Linked DNA regions of Sus scrofa: region 1 is linked to region 2. A link is a contact called in public Hi-C data. All regions are on one chromosome and are shown on one strand. The core of a region is the stretch at or near the end of the contact, and the rest is flanking DNA. Distances in the headings are between cores, read along the strand shown. Region 1 holds the start of ARHGAP45 (minor histocompatibility protein HA-1). Region 2 holds the start of TMEM259 (membralin).

What was found. A called contact is a pair of places that touch in the nucleus more often than the background predicts.
Region 1: a Hi-C map of alveolar macrophages shows a contact between it and region 2, with 1.7 times the contacts expected there. The contact joins the promoter of ARHGAP45 here to the promoter of TMEM259 in region 2. A contact is called at or near these places in 2 of 5 promoter capture datasets (fetal liver and liver), 13 of 47 Hi-C or Micro-C datasets (alveolar macrophages, blood, embryonic fibroblasts and 4 more) and 2 of 2 datasets of contacts at active chromatin or transcription factors (alveolar macrophages and skeletal muscle).

What each region holds. Positions count from the first base shown.
Region 1 is chr2:77,351,192-77,357,305 of Sscrofa11.1, forward strand. ARHGAP45 (minor histocompatibility protein HA-1) reads right to left here and starts at 4,703. Exons shown (of 23, transcript XM_003353961.4): 1 at 4,322-4,703; 2 at 3,103-3,433. The coding sequence starts at 4,411. It overlaps ABCA7 (ATP-binding cassette sub-family A member 7), which reads right to left. Exons shown (of 47, transcript XM_013994807.2): 47 at 5,970-6,114.
Region 2 is chr2:77,390,108-77,396,374 of Sscrofa11.1, forward strand. It overlaps TMEM259 (membralin), which reads left to right and starts at 3,470. Exons shown (of 11, transcript XM_003353958.4): 1 at 3,470-3,916. The coding sequence starts at 3,695.

The DNA.
Region 1 (6,114 bases), core at 3,453-5,952, 38 kb before region 2:
AGGCCAAGGTGGGAGAATGTAACTGCCTGAAGTTCAGTGTGTGACCTCAGGGGGGACACTGTCCCTCTCTGGACTGCTGGCCAGGTCAATAGGCCAGCCAAGGCACTTCTGCTCAAAACCCTCTTTCCCACCAGAAAGCAAACTCCCATTGCCCTTCAAGTTGAAGTCCTGGTGCCTCTTCCTCCAGGCAGCCCACCTGGCCTCTGCCCCAAACACTCAAGGCTCCATCCAGCTCTTCCCCAGCCCTGACTGCCTGGGCACTGTGGCTTAAATACCCCATTATCTCCCTCTCTCCCACCAGCCTCTCCATGAGGCAGGCAGTCATCGCCCCTGTTTTGCAGATGAGGAAACAGAGGCACACAGAAATGATTTTCCAAGGATCACACAGCTTTTTATCTACACGAGGCATGAGCATGGGACTCTGCCTGGCTTTATCTTGAGGGCAATGGGGAGCCATAGAAGGAGTTTGGGCAAAGGAGGGTCAGGGTCAGATCTGCATCTTGGAAGGTGGCTTTAAATGTTCTTAAACGTTCTTTCTCAAATGTTCTTGATTGGAAAAAAGCCATGTGTGCAGGCAGAACAGTGTGCACAAAATACACACCGTCTAGTGGAGACAAAACCAGAAGCGACATGTGGGTGAGGAAGAAATGACCAGACGCTGGCATCCAGGAGGTGTTTGGCTGCTAGCTGGGAGCACAGCTTCCACACCTGTGTGCCTTCTGCCTGGTGGGTGATGCTCAACAACAGTAATAAGTGGCACCTGAAAATAGGCGTCTGATCCCTTTTCTTTCCTTTTTTTTTTTTTTTTTCTGTCTTTTTGCTATTTCTTGGGCCGCTCCTGCAGCATATGGAGGTTCCCAGGCTAGGGGTCCAATTGGAGCTGTAGCCACTGGCCTATGCCAGAGCCACAGCAACACGGGATCCGAGCCGCGTCTGCAACCTACACCACAGCTCACGGCAACGCTGGATCATCAACCCACTGAGCAAGGGCAGGGACTGAACCCGCAACCTCATGGTTCCTAGTCGGATTCGCTAACCACTGCGCCACGACGGGAACTCCTGATCCCTTTTCTGCACTAAGGACCCAGATAGATGCCACCAGCAGGGAGACAACCCCCTCCCCCGCCATGGAGGCCCTGGCCCCAAATTCCTGTACAGCCCATTCCTCAGACGAGGGCACAATCTGCTGCTTGAAATCCGAAGCCAACTCAAGGGGGCAGGAAGGAGCTTCAGGAATCCCGGGAGGCCACCAAGGAAAGGTTGGGCCACGCCCCTTCCCAGGACATTCCTTCCACCACCCCGCCGCCCCTCGGGTTCCTTTGGCCGCAGCCACCTGGGTCCCCCTGGCACCCCCGCCTGGGAAGCTGATGGCAGGTGGGACTCTGGTGAAGCCCGGAGGAGCCCAGCTCCGCAAGGCAAGCACCTAGAAGCCCTGCACCCCCAGGGGCCTGCCACGAATGCCCCAAGCGCCACGTGCTCCCCACCAGACCCCTCACCCCGCACGGTTCCCTCACCTAGGGGCCTGGCCTGGCAGCGCACAGGGCCCTGATCCAGCCCGGGGTGCACTGTCCCACAGATACACATGGCGCGGCCGTCAGGGGGTGGGTACCGAGAACACACAGGACAGAGGCTGGTCTGGGGTCCTTGGTGCCGGGTCCTCCGCAGCCAAACTGGCTCTGGCCGGTCTGAAGACCCTGCCCCCACTGAGGGAAGCTCCGCCCCAGCGGCATCCCACTAGCCCAGGCCGAGGTTCTCAGCTCCTGGGATTTGGGATGGGGCCAAGCCAGCAGGAGGCAAGGAAACAAGCCCAGGCAAGGGGATGAGGAGAGGCCAAGAGACCCTGCCCCGCCCACGTGGATCCCTCCTGGGCGGACTGCACAGGGGTTCGCAAGCTGCTGTGCGGGTCTGTGTCCCCACAACAATCCTGATATTCAGAGGACATCTGGTCCTAGTCAGCAACCCTGCGGGGCGCATTGTTGCCCCATTTCACAGATGAAGCTGAGAGAAGGGACAGCTGGCAGGAGGTTCACAGCAACAAAAGCAGCACCGAGCTGGAAGCCCATCCGTTCTGCTCCCTGGGCCTCTTCCCTGCCCAGGGCAACACCAAAGTACAAAGAAGGGTGCCCCAGCTCTGGCTGACCTTCTGCAGGACTCCTGCTGGCTTGGCCCCGCCCAGGCCTGGCCTCCAAGGAAGCGCCAGGATCGGAAAGGAACCGAGATTAGAGTTTCCCCAGGAAACAACTCGCGCCCCACCCGGGACTAGATAACCTGGGGCTGACATACCAGTCCCAGCCGAGGCCTGGCCAGAGCCCCCCATTAGCCCTACGAAGCTGAAGTCTCTCTCTAGGCTGAGGTGACATTGGGACTCTGCTCCCAACTTGGTGGGGTGAGTCAGGGCCCCACAGTGGGCCTCAGTTGCCTCATCTGTAAAATGGGCACCTGGAGGGAGCTGGCCGGAGTGTTTAGCACAGCCCTGGCACTGCGGTTTCCGGGAGGAGGGATCGAGGTGCCCTCCTTGGCTGCCAGGGACAAACAGGAAGCAGATGAAAATAACTCAGCAGGAAGCTGGGCTGTCAGCGGACGCGCGGAGAAAACGGAACTGCCATCCCACAGGCCAATCACTCCTGCAGCTTACGTGCCAGTCCTGCCCCTTGTCCCTCTTGAATCTCTGTCCAGAGATTCAGACCTCAGCCTGCCTCCAGTGCATTTCAGTCCAACATGCAGATCCATCCCTTCTCTATCACCTTCTATGGCTCCCCACCACTGTCAGGACAACATCCAGGGACACTCTGCTTGCCATTCTCAATGCCTTCAGCCTCATAGGCTTCATACACCAGAACTTTGTTCTTCCAAATGCATCTCCATTTGATGTTTCTGAGGACATTCCCTCTGCCTCAATGCCTTTCCTCCCTAATTGCTACCAAACTCCTATACATCCCTTGGAACCCTAGCTGCAGTGGCTTTTTCCATGAAGCCCTCCCTATAACCCCCTTCGGAGCCTCCCCCAGTCCCTCCCTCCACCTGCCTGACCCCACCCGGCTTGGGACATCTGTGTCTGACTTTGCCTTCTACCCAGGCCTCAGTGTGCCTGCAGCTTCTCACCGTCATGCAGAACACACTCCTTCAGCTTCTCAAGGCCCTCGGCAAAGCGGGCCACGTCAGCCAGCAGATGGGAGATGTCCTCCACGGTGTCGGGGCAGGGTCCCTGGTTGGGTACCTCGGCTGGACTGGCCGTGGTCAGTGGGCTGCGGTGGCCACGGCCAAGCGTCCAGGTGCTGGCTCCGGACAATGGGAAGCCAGCCGCACTGGCGTGGCGGCTCAGGCTGGTGGGCCTCTTGAGTGTGCCTGTGGCCTTGGCATTTGAGGCCACACTTGGTGGTTCCAAGCTGGGTCCCAGGGACACTGTATCAGCCCCATCTCTCCTGGTTAGCTCCTGGGAGGGGAAGGGGAGCTGGTACAGCAGGTGTTCCCCCGACCCCAGGCCCTGCCTCAGTTTCCCCAGAGGTGAAGTGGGGCTCTGGAGGGTCTTCAGCCTGACTCCACAGGGGCAAAGGCCACAGGTCAGAGGGCTGAGATTTGGTGTCATGCCCCTCCCACACCTGTTACCCAACATCCTCTTCCCCAGAGCTTTCACAAACAACCGTCTCTGCCCCAAACCACAGCCAGGGGCGGTGCCTGCAGGGGTGCGGGGGAGGGGCACCCCACTTCCTGAGAGGGTAGGGAGGGCTAGGGTCTCCTTAGCTGCCCTCAGGCCAGGTCACTGCAGGCACACAGACTCATTGGTAATGATACCTTGAAGCCTGAACTCTAAAGGTTCAGCAGGCCCCCGAGTCTCACGGACGCCCCCAAAATTTACACCCAGGCCCTGTGCCCATGGGTCTCATCCCACACTCTGCTCCCTATAAACCTTCTGCCCATGGCAGTGCCATGGCTCTCAAATCTAATGGTGCCTGGAGGCCCCCAGTTCTGAGCCCCTACCCTAGAGTCCCAGACCCAATGTGCTCACACCCCTACACCCGCCCGGCACACTCCCGGGACCCCACAACCAGCCCTGGATAGGATGGTGGTGTGGTGGCCTCCCACAGGGCTCCTACCGTGAGCTGAACACTGGGGTCCCGGCCCATCCTGCGTGGCCCCTGCTGTCCAGCCCGATGGGGGCTGTAGCTGGCTCGAGCCCTCTGCTGCTGGCCCAGCATGGCACTGCCTGGCCCTGCCCGGCGGCCTGAGCACAGGGTGACCCCCCCCACCCTGTCCCCCTGCTGTCCAGGGGGCGCTCCAAGGTTCCCTGCCTGCTCCGCGCTCCCAGTGGAGGTTCACTCACCCCCGAGGGCTGTGGGCAGGGGCTTCCCGCCCGGTTCTTTTTTGAGATGGATGGGGTTTTCATGAGCTCTCGCTTCTTCCTGGAGAACATGGTGGGGCCGTGCCCAGCAGCCCCGAAGGGCCCGAGGGCGGCGGGCCGGGGGTCTCAGCGCTGCAGCTCCTGATGTTGGTGGCCTCAGGACCACATTGTCACCGGCCACCCCCTCCCCAGCTGTCAGGCCCACGTGACAGGCCCAGCCCTCATTGGCAGCGCTTCCCCCCACAGGAAAAGGCCTCCGGAGGCGGTGACGCAGACCCGCCCCTAATCCTCTCAGGCCTGGGCCTCAGCCTGCCCCTCCGCACAGTGGGCTTGAAGGTGGGGTCCTGGGCCCCGCCCCTAGCTTCCGCTTTCAGTAGCCCTGCGCGCGCATGTGAGATGAGGTTCCCCTGCCTGGTGCTGGCCCCAGACGAGCCCCAGGCAGGCACACGGCGGCCACTAGAGACGCTGACCTTCACTCGGAAGACCTAAATCACCCAGCAGAGCAGACACGCGTGCACAGTGACACACAGCGACACGGACTTGGTCCTAACACGTGCTCAGAAACCACCAAGCTCCCCAGATGAAACGGATACAGACACACCCGCCCTCCAGTTGCTGTTCCCTCATGGGTGTGCCCACCCTGCGTCCTCTGGAGAGCCCCTGTTGGGCCCAGGGCTGGGCCAGAGTAGGGCAGAGCGGTCACCCCCCTGTGCCCCACCTGCATTGGCCTCAGCCCAGCTCCCCCCAGCCGCATTCTACATCCTGGGCACACGCACTGACCCCTGGCCACCGGACCACTGGCCAGCAGCAGGGCTGATAAAATGCCTCAGGCCACCTCACCGTCTCCTCCCATCCCAGCCATGGCCACTCTCAGAACTGGGGCCAGAGCGGTGGGTACAGTTCCCCACCTCATTCTCCCCTCCCGGCACCCCCCTCCCCTGTGACCATCTCTTCTCTTGAGCCCCCAACTCTGAGCCTTCTCCCCTCTCCTTCCAGAGTCTCATCCACAAATCCCCAAACCCCAGTCCCTCCACCCTTCCCAACACTGGCCCCCACTGACCTCCAGTGGGAGGGGACGATCTCCAGGGCAAAGGGCATGCAGGCCACAGCCCCTCATGCCAAACCTGGCTCTCCAGGCCCAGGTCCATCCACAGACCCAGCCCAGAAGTCCCTTAAGGATCCTCTGACCACCACTCATGGCTCTGAAGGCCAGGATTGGGGGCAACGGCTGGCTGGTGGATGGGCTTCTGGCCTGGCTAGGAGGCCTGAGGTCCAGGCCACCCCTGCCGGGCTCCTCCAGCTGCCCCAGACATTCCTGAGCCCTGACCTCATGCCCACTTCATAACCAGCCACTCACAGGTACCGCCCTCAGGCGCCAGAACCATGTGGCCACTTAGGGGCTTGGGGTCCAGGGTCCAGGCTCTTAAGGGCACACCTGCACTGCACGTGTGACATCCCCAGGCCACCGCAGAGCCCTTCACAGCTAGGAGTTCAGTTGGCTAGGAGCCCCAGGCAGGCACACAGCAGCCACTGCAGAGACACTGACCCTCGCGCATACTTCATACTGCATCTGTGTCCCCACGCCCATGCCTCCACACACTCGGGTGGCAGAAACGTATACAGAGAACCATTTGTGGACAGGCATGCAGCCTGGAGCATGGGCACACGTGCACACTGCTTCACATCAGCTTTTCTTTATTTCCTCCAGGGAGTCTGGGTCCGGTGTCCCACCCCTCTGTCCTGCCTTCTTCACTCCCAGGGCCTCCCACCAGCTC
Region 2 (6,267 bases), core at 2,220-4,719:
GGGGCAGGGCACCAGGGGCCATAGGTACAGTGAGGGCTCCTTCCTGGCAGCCACCTTCTTGGCAATTTCGGCTGTCCCTACCATTTCAGGGCTCTGAGTGGGACCCCAAAGGTATCCTGCAGGCTGAATCTTGCAATGAAAACAAACCAATAATAGGGAGTTCCCATCATGGTTCAGTGGTTAACGAATCTGACTAGGAACCATGAGGTTGCAGGTTCAATACCTGGCCTCGCTCAGTGAGTTGGGGATCTGGTGTTGCTGTGAGCTGTGGTGTAAGTCACAGGCTCGGCTTGGATCCTGAGTTGCTGTGGCTGTGGCATAAGCCCAGAGCTGTAGCTCCAATTGGACCCCAGCTTGCGAACCTCCATATGCTGCAGGTACAGCCCTAAAAAGTAAAAAAAAACAAAAAACAAAAAACAATAATAGTAACAGTAACAATGATGTGAGAGTTCTCTTATGGCTCAGATGTTTTCTCTTGTTTTGTTTTTTTGCTTTTCAGGGCTGCACCCTCAGCATATGGAGGTTCCCAGGCTAGGGGGTCGAATCGAAGCTACAGCTGCTGGCGTATGCCACAGGCATAGCCACGCCAGATCTGAGCTGGGTCTTCAACCTGTACACACAGGTCATGGCAATGCTGGATCCTTAACCTGCTGAGCGGGGCGCTCACAAAACAGGAACAGACTCACAGAAAACAAATTTATGAAACAAACAAATTTATGGTTACCGAAAGGGGAAAGATAGCAGGGGAGGGATAAATTAGGAGTTTGGGGTTAACATATACACACTCCTATATATAAGATAGATAACCGGAGTTCCCATTGTCGCTCAGTGGGTTAAGAAACTGACTGGTATCCATGAGGTTGTGTGTTCAATCCCTGGCCTGACTTAGTGAGTTAAGATTCTGGCATTGCCGCAAGCTGTGGTATGGGTCAAAGATGTAACTCAGATCTGGCGTGGCTGTGGCGTAGGCCAGCAGCTGCACCTCCGATTCAACCCCTAGCCCGGGAACCTCCATATGCCGTGGGTGCAGCCCTAAAAAAATAAAGTAAATAAAATAAGGTAACGTAAAATAGATAACCAACAAGGACCTACTGTATAGCACAGGGAACACTAGCCAATATTCTGTAATCATCTATATAGAAGAAGAATCTGAAAAAAGAATGGACATGTGCATGTGTATAACCGAACTGCCTTGCTATACACTGGAAATTAACGTAAAAATCAACTCTATGCCGATATAAAATAAAAAGTAAAATAAAATAAGATTCTTATAAAATGAAATTGGCTTTAGTTTATGTATATATGTAGCAACAATGAAACCTCAAGCCTGTTAACTCAGGCCAGGTATCAATCCCCTTATTCACAATTCGACATTCTTGCCGCCCCATTGCCCTTCCACAAAGGTGTCCTCCAGGCTCCACCTCCCCTTTACTGACTCTGCTCCCAAAGCCTGGTGCTTCTCCTGGTTCTGCCTCCAATGATCAGCCCTAGTCCTGCCTTGGGCCCTTTCCCTAGCGGTCGGTACCCACTGCCTGAAACTCTTCCCACCTGGCTTGTTCACTGTTCACCTTCCAGCACCTTCGCAGTGAGCCCCAGCCCAGGGTCCCCACCTCAAGCCGCCCACACACCTCAGACAGGTAACAGTGACACCCACGGCATCCTCTGCAATCTAGCTCGTCTAAATTCCCCAGCTATCCCCAGAAGGGGCTGTCCCCAGAAGGGTGGGCCTGGGGTCTGGTCCTTCTCTGTGTCTTTGGTGTAGATTTAGATCTGTCCCCTGCAGTGTTCCTTTTTTTGTAAGAATAACCTTCACTTACTCTCCTGGGCCGTGTGTTGCCAGATTGTGGGAGTGAGCTTTAGGCCTTGCTGCTTGCCACAAAAACCTATTTCAATATAAATTACATCAATGAAAATAAAGTTGAAAGTTCTAGGAGTTCAGGGAGTTCCGGTGCTGCTCAGCATGGGTTGGGGAATCCCTCATTGCTGTGGCTGTGGCGTATGCCGGCACCTGCAGCTCAGATTTGATCCCTAGCCAAAGGCCCTGAAAAAAAAAAAAAAAAAAAAAAAAAAAAGGATATCGACCGGTCCCTCTACTGGGAAGAACGAGTTTTAGCTCTCCTTTTGCAATTAACAAGTGATCTGGGGGTGATCCATAAGAGTATCAAGCATGTGCACTGATTGAGTGCCTACTGATATGCCAGGGCGCACTATGAAACTGAAAGTCTTCACTCCAGGGAGTGGGATTAAACTGGCAGGTAGGTTTGGAAGGTTCCCTCAGGTAGGTTCCAAGACACAGCTGAAAAGTCTCCCCCTCCCCCGCCCCCACCCCCAGTGCAATTCAGAAGAGACCCCCTCCCAGGGCCTGGTTTTTCTCAGAAGCCCTGTCTGTGCCTTTCACGGTGGGGTGCTCACCATTGGGAACCAGACCAGACATCCACCTCAAGAGGTCCGCCTGTCTCCTGCTGGTCCCTGGGCCCTGTGAGGGCAGAATCCAGCCTGCACTGGCCACCGCTGTGTCCCCAGCACCAGCGCAGGCCCTGGGGTACTGTAAGCCACTTCCCTGAAACGTCTGAGCAGGCTTTGGGAGTCCTTCCCCAGGGCCGACACTCAGGATGCCTGAGCCCCTGGTCTCCAGCTCCATCTGCCCTTCCGTGCTTCCTGAGAAAGCCCACCCATACCTTGCTTTGGAACCTGGCATACAGTAGGTGCTCAACGAATGTTGGGACTGATTACTTCCTTGGTTACCAGGAGGAGCCAAGGCGTTTCAAAGATGAATGAAGGAGCGAGAATTTGGTCCAGACGTGTCCACCCAGGCTTGGCACCAGGCGGCAGCCAGGAGGAGGGGATGGTTGAGGCTCTAAGAATGCTTACCTCGGTTTCAGAGTCTTTTTCAGGGACCAGGTACACATCACTTGGGCCAGGGAGCAGAGAGGGACCCACTGAGCAGCCCGGGTCACAGAACAAAAAGCCAAAGCCAAGAGCGCTAGTGGGCAAGATCTGGATTGTGAAAAAGAAAAAAGCCTTTGCTTCAGCCTCTAGAATGAAAACAGCGCTCAGTAAACGACACAACCTGGGCCACCACTACGAAATGCTGGAAGGTGAGAGCCGGGTAAAGCCCGGAAACACCACACACGCTAATAACGTTACGAAGCACCCTTTCGGAACCACCGAAAGCGAAGAAAACAAAAGCCATACTTCCCGGGACATTATTTAAAGATCCCAATGCGATCACTTTACAGTTAGGGCAACCTAACGTAAGCGCAGCTACAGCATAATTTTCTAGAGCGCCACAAAGAAAACATCTTCACCGGTCACATTTACCTTACGTTTATTTTACCACCTCCAAAATCCTTATATGTTGACTAATTTTATCGCTCGCCTTCCAGCTGCATGGGCAATATGCAAAAGACCTGGGGACTAACGCAGCCCCGCCCCTAGGCGTTCCGAGCCAGGCGTCAGGACGGTGGGCGGGGCCGCCACGGGCCGACCGCCGGTATCCCGGCGTTCCGCGCGAGCGCAAGGAGGCCGCTCTTGCCCGCGCCGCGACTCGCTGGCGTCAGCTGGGGCACGGAGGCGGAAGATGGCGGCTGTAGCCCTACGGCCGTGAGGAGCGCGGCGGCGGCGAGGACTGCCGATGGCAGTCGGGAGGCGTCCTCGGGGACCCGCGGGCCGTTAGGGCGCGACGCTGGGCGGCATGTCGGAGCACGCGGCGCCCGGGGCACAGGGGCCCGGGCCCAACGGTGGCGGCGGCCCGGCCCCCGCGCGCGGGCCTCGCACCCCCAACCTCAATCCCAACCCTCTCATCAACGTGCGCGACCGGCTCTTCCACGCGCTCTTCTTCAAGATGGCTGTCACCTACTCGCGCCTTTTCCCTCCCGCCTTCCGTCGTCTCTTCGAGTTCTTCGTGTTACTCAAGGTGACCGCAGCCCCAACCCTTGACACCGGTAGCCGGACCCTTCCCTCAGATCTGCGACTTTTGATCCCGCCGGGGGGAGCGCGCCCCTCCCACCCGGAGGCATAGACCCGGCCCTACCCGTTGGGACCCTTCCCTTTAAGCCTGCCATTCCCGACCCCCTGCCTAGAAACTTCCAACCGCGAAGGCCCGAGGCTCATCCGGTTAGTGGCTCCTGATCCCGACTCCAGGAACTCACTCCCAGCCTTTTCCAGCCGCACCCCACCCCTGGCCTCGCCCTTCCCCGCGTCCCCCACCTCCGGAGGCTGGAGCCCGGCAGTCCAGCTCCAGGACCTCCTGGCCCTGCCGCCTGGGATTCTCAGCCCCGGATGATCCTTTCCCAATCCTCCGAGTCTGGCCTGGCCCAGCCCAGAACTCCAATCCTGGAGGATTCCAGGTTCCACCGCCAATGCCCCCTTCCCAGGACACACCCCCCTGGCCTCCCACTGCACCGAAAGCTCCTCCCTCTTTTTCTTAGGGCTCTGCTTTGGTCCTTCAGCTTGTTCCCACCCCCATTCTCCCTGCTCTGAACCTCCCGGGGGAATGTGACCTAGCTGAGGTCACATCGCCAGGGCTAGTGACAAAGTCCCAGCCGGTGGCGCTGCTTGTGGCACAGTGAGGGACCTCCTGGGAACCTACTGCCTGTCCTGCCTCTGGTGGCAGAGCTTTCAGCTGGGAGGATAGTTCTGGGAGGACGGGTGTCTGCATGGGTCCTCCAGGAAGGGGTCTCACTCAGAAGGAGCTCACTGGGTGCCAGGGTCCTGGTTGCCATTTCGTTTGGTGTCCTGTAGTTACTGCCAGGCTGGGGTGGGAGTGCTGACATTGGAGTAAGTTTTGGATCCTTCATCTGCAGAAAAGAGGCTGGTGCTGACGGTCAAGGTACATGGAGTGCCAGCCAGGTCAACTTGGTTGGTGTGGTGCAAAGCGAGCTAGTGTGGCTGTCCCACAGACCTGGGTGTGGGTTCCAGCCCCGCCACAGCCTCCAGGGAGACCCTGAAAGCCCCAGGCCTAAAGTGAGACTGACACATGCTCTTTGCCTCACAAGGCTGTGCGGAGCCTGCCTGCCTGCCACCCACCCCCCAGAATGGCAGTCATCCCCTTTCAGAGGCATGGAGTGAGCCTCTGAGGATCCTGAGTTAGGATGTCTCTATCTGGCTCCTGGGACCCAAGAATGGCTTGAATGGAGGGAAACCCATGCATGGAGTGATTTCCTTAGGAAAGGGAGGATGGTTCTCCCCAGAGGAGCCCCTGCCAGGTGTGCCCTGTGTGAGGTGGGCCCCCTCTCCAGAAGTTCAGCCTCCTCTGAGAGCAGGTCCTGTACCGCTTCCTGATTGAGGAGCCAGGCAGGGCAGGGCTTGGGGCAGGTGGGGTGTGTATCCATTCTACGTCCCTGGTCCCCTGCATCTCCTCTCTGGACAGAGTGCAGCCAGAGGGGTTCCTTGCTCCCTGTGAACCTGCCTGGCCCCTGGTGGCTTTGGTGTCCTCCAGTGGAGTCGGGGCAACTGATCTCTGAAGCAGTCTCAAGTACCAGAAAGCTCTGCCTCGTAGCTTCCTGCCTTGTAGCTTCCGGGCTCTTGCTGCAGAGATGAGTTGCAGAGATGAGTTCCCCTGTCGGACTTCCTCACGCTGGCCTCTTCCTGGGGCACCTGTTCTGCTGAGCTCACTGTCGGCAGAGTCAGCCCAGCTCCCTGCTGTACCTCGGGTGCTTCTGGGGACTGGAGTCCAGGGCCTTTGGGGAGCAAGAGGTAGGGTCCAGGCCTGTGTTTGAGGCAGACCCCTGCTGGCCTTGGCTCCCACCTCTGCTGGATCACCCAGTACCAGGCCAGGGGCAGCAGGCCTGAGGTGCCTGAGCCTGTACAGTTGGACTCTGGGCCCTGGGGAGTCTGATCCTGCTGCCACTGAGCGGACACCCACAGGGTCATGGGGCTCTGACCAGGGCACCTTTGCCATTCACTCCCTCTATGCCACCTCTCACCAGTCTCTGGGACCCAGTGATGAGTGGGCTGACCAGGAGGAGAGGGTGACAGAGCAGCAGGGCAGGAGCTGTTAGGGCAGGCATCCTGAGGCTGTGAGGAGGTGGGCGGCAGGAATGGTGTCTGTGAAGGCCTTGGAGCTGGCATGGCGGTGTGGCTAGAGAGGTGGGGCACAGGGTCATGGAGTGCCAGGGGCTGGGGGCTGGCGCACCCAGGGCCAGTGAGGTGGCCAGGAGAGGCCCTGGACAAGACTCCTGAGACCCTAGAATGGAGAAGTGGGCAGGGCTGCTGGGTCCCTGAGTGGGCCCCAGACCCCACCTTGCCTGGGTGGATGGGACTTCC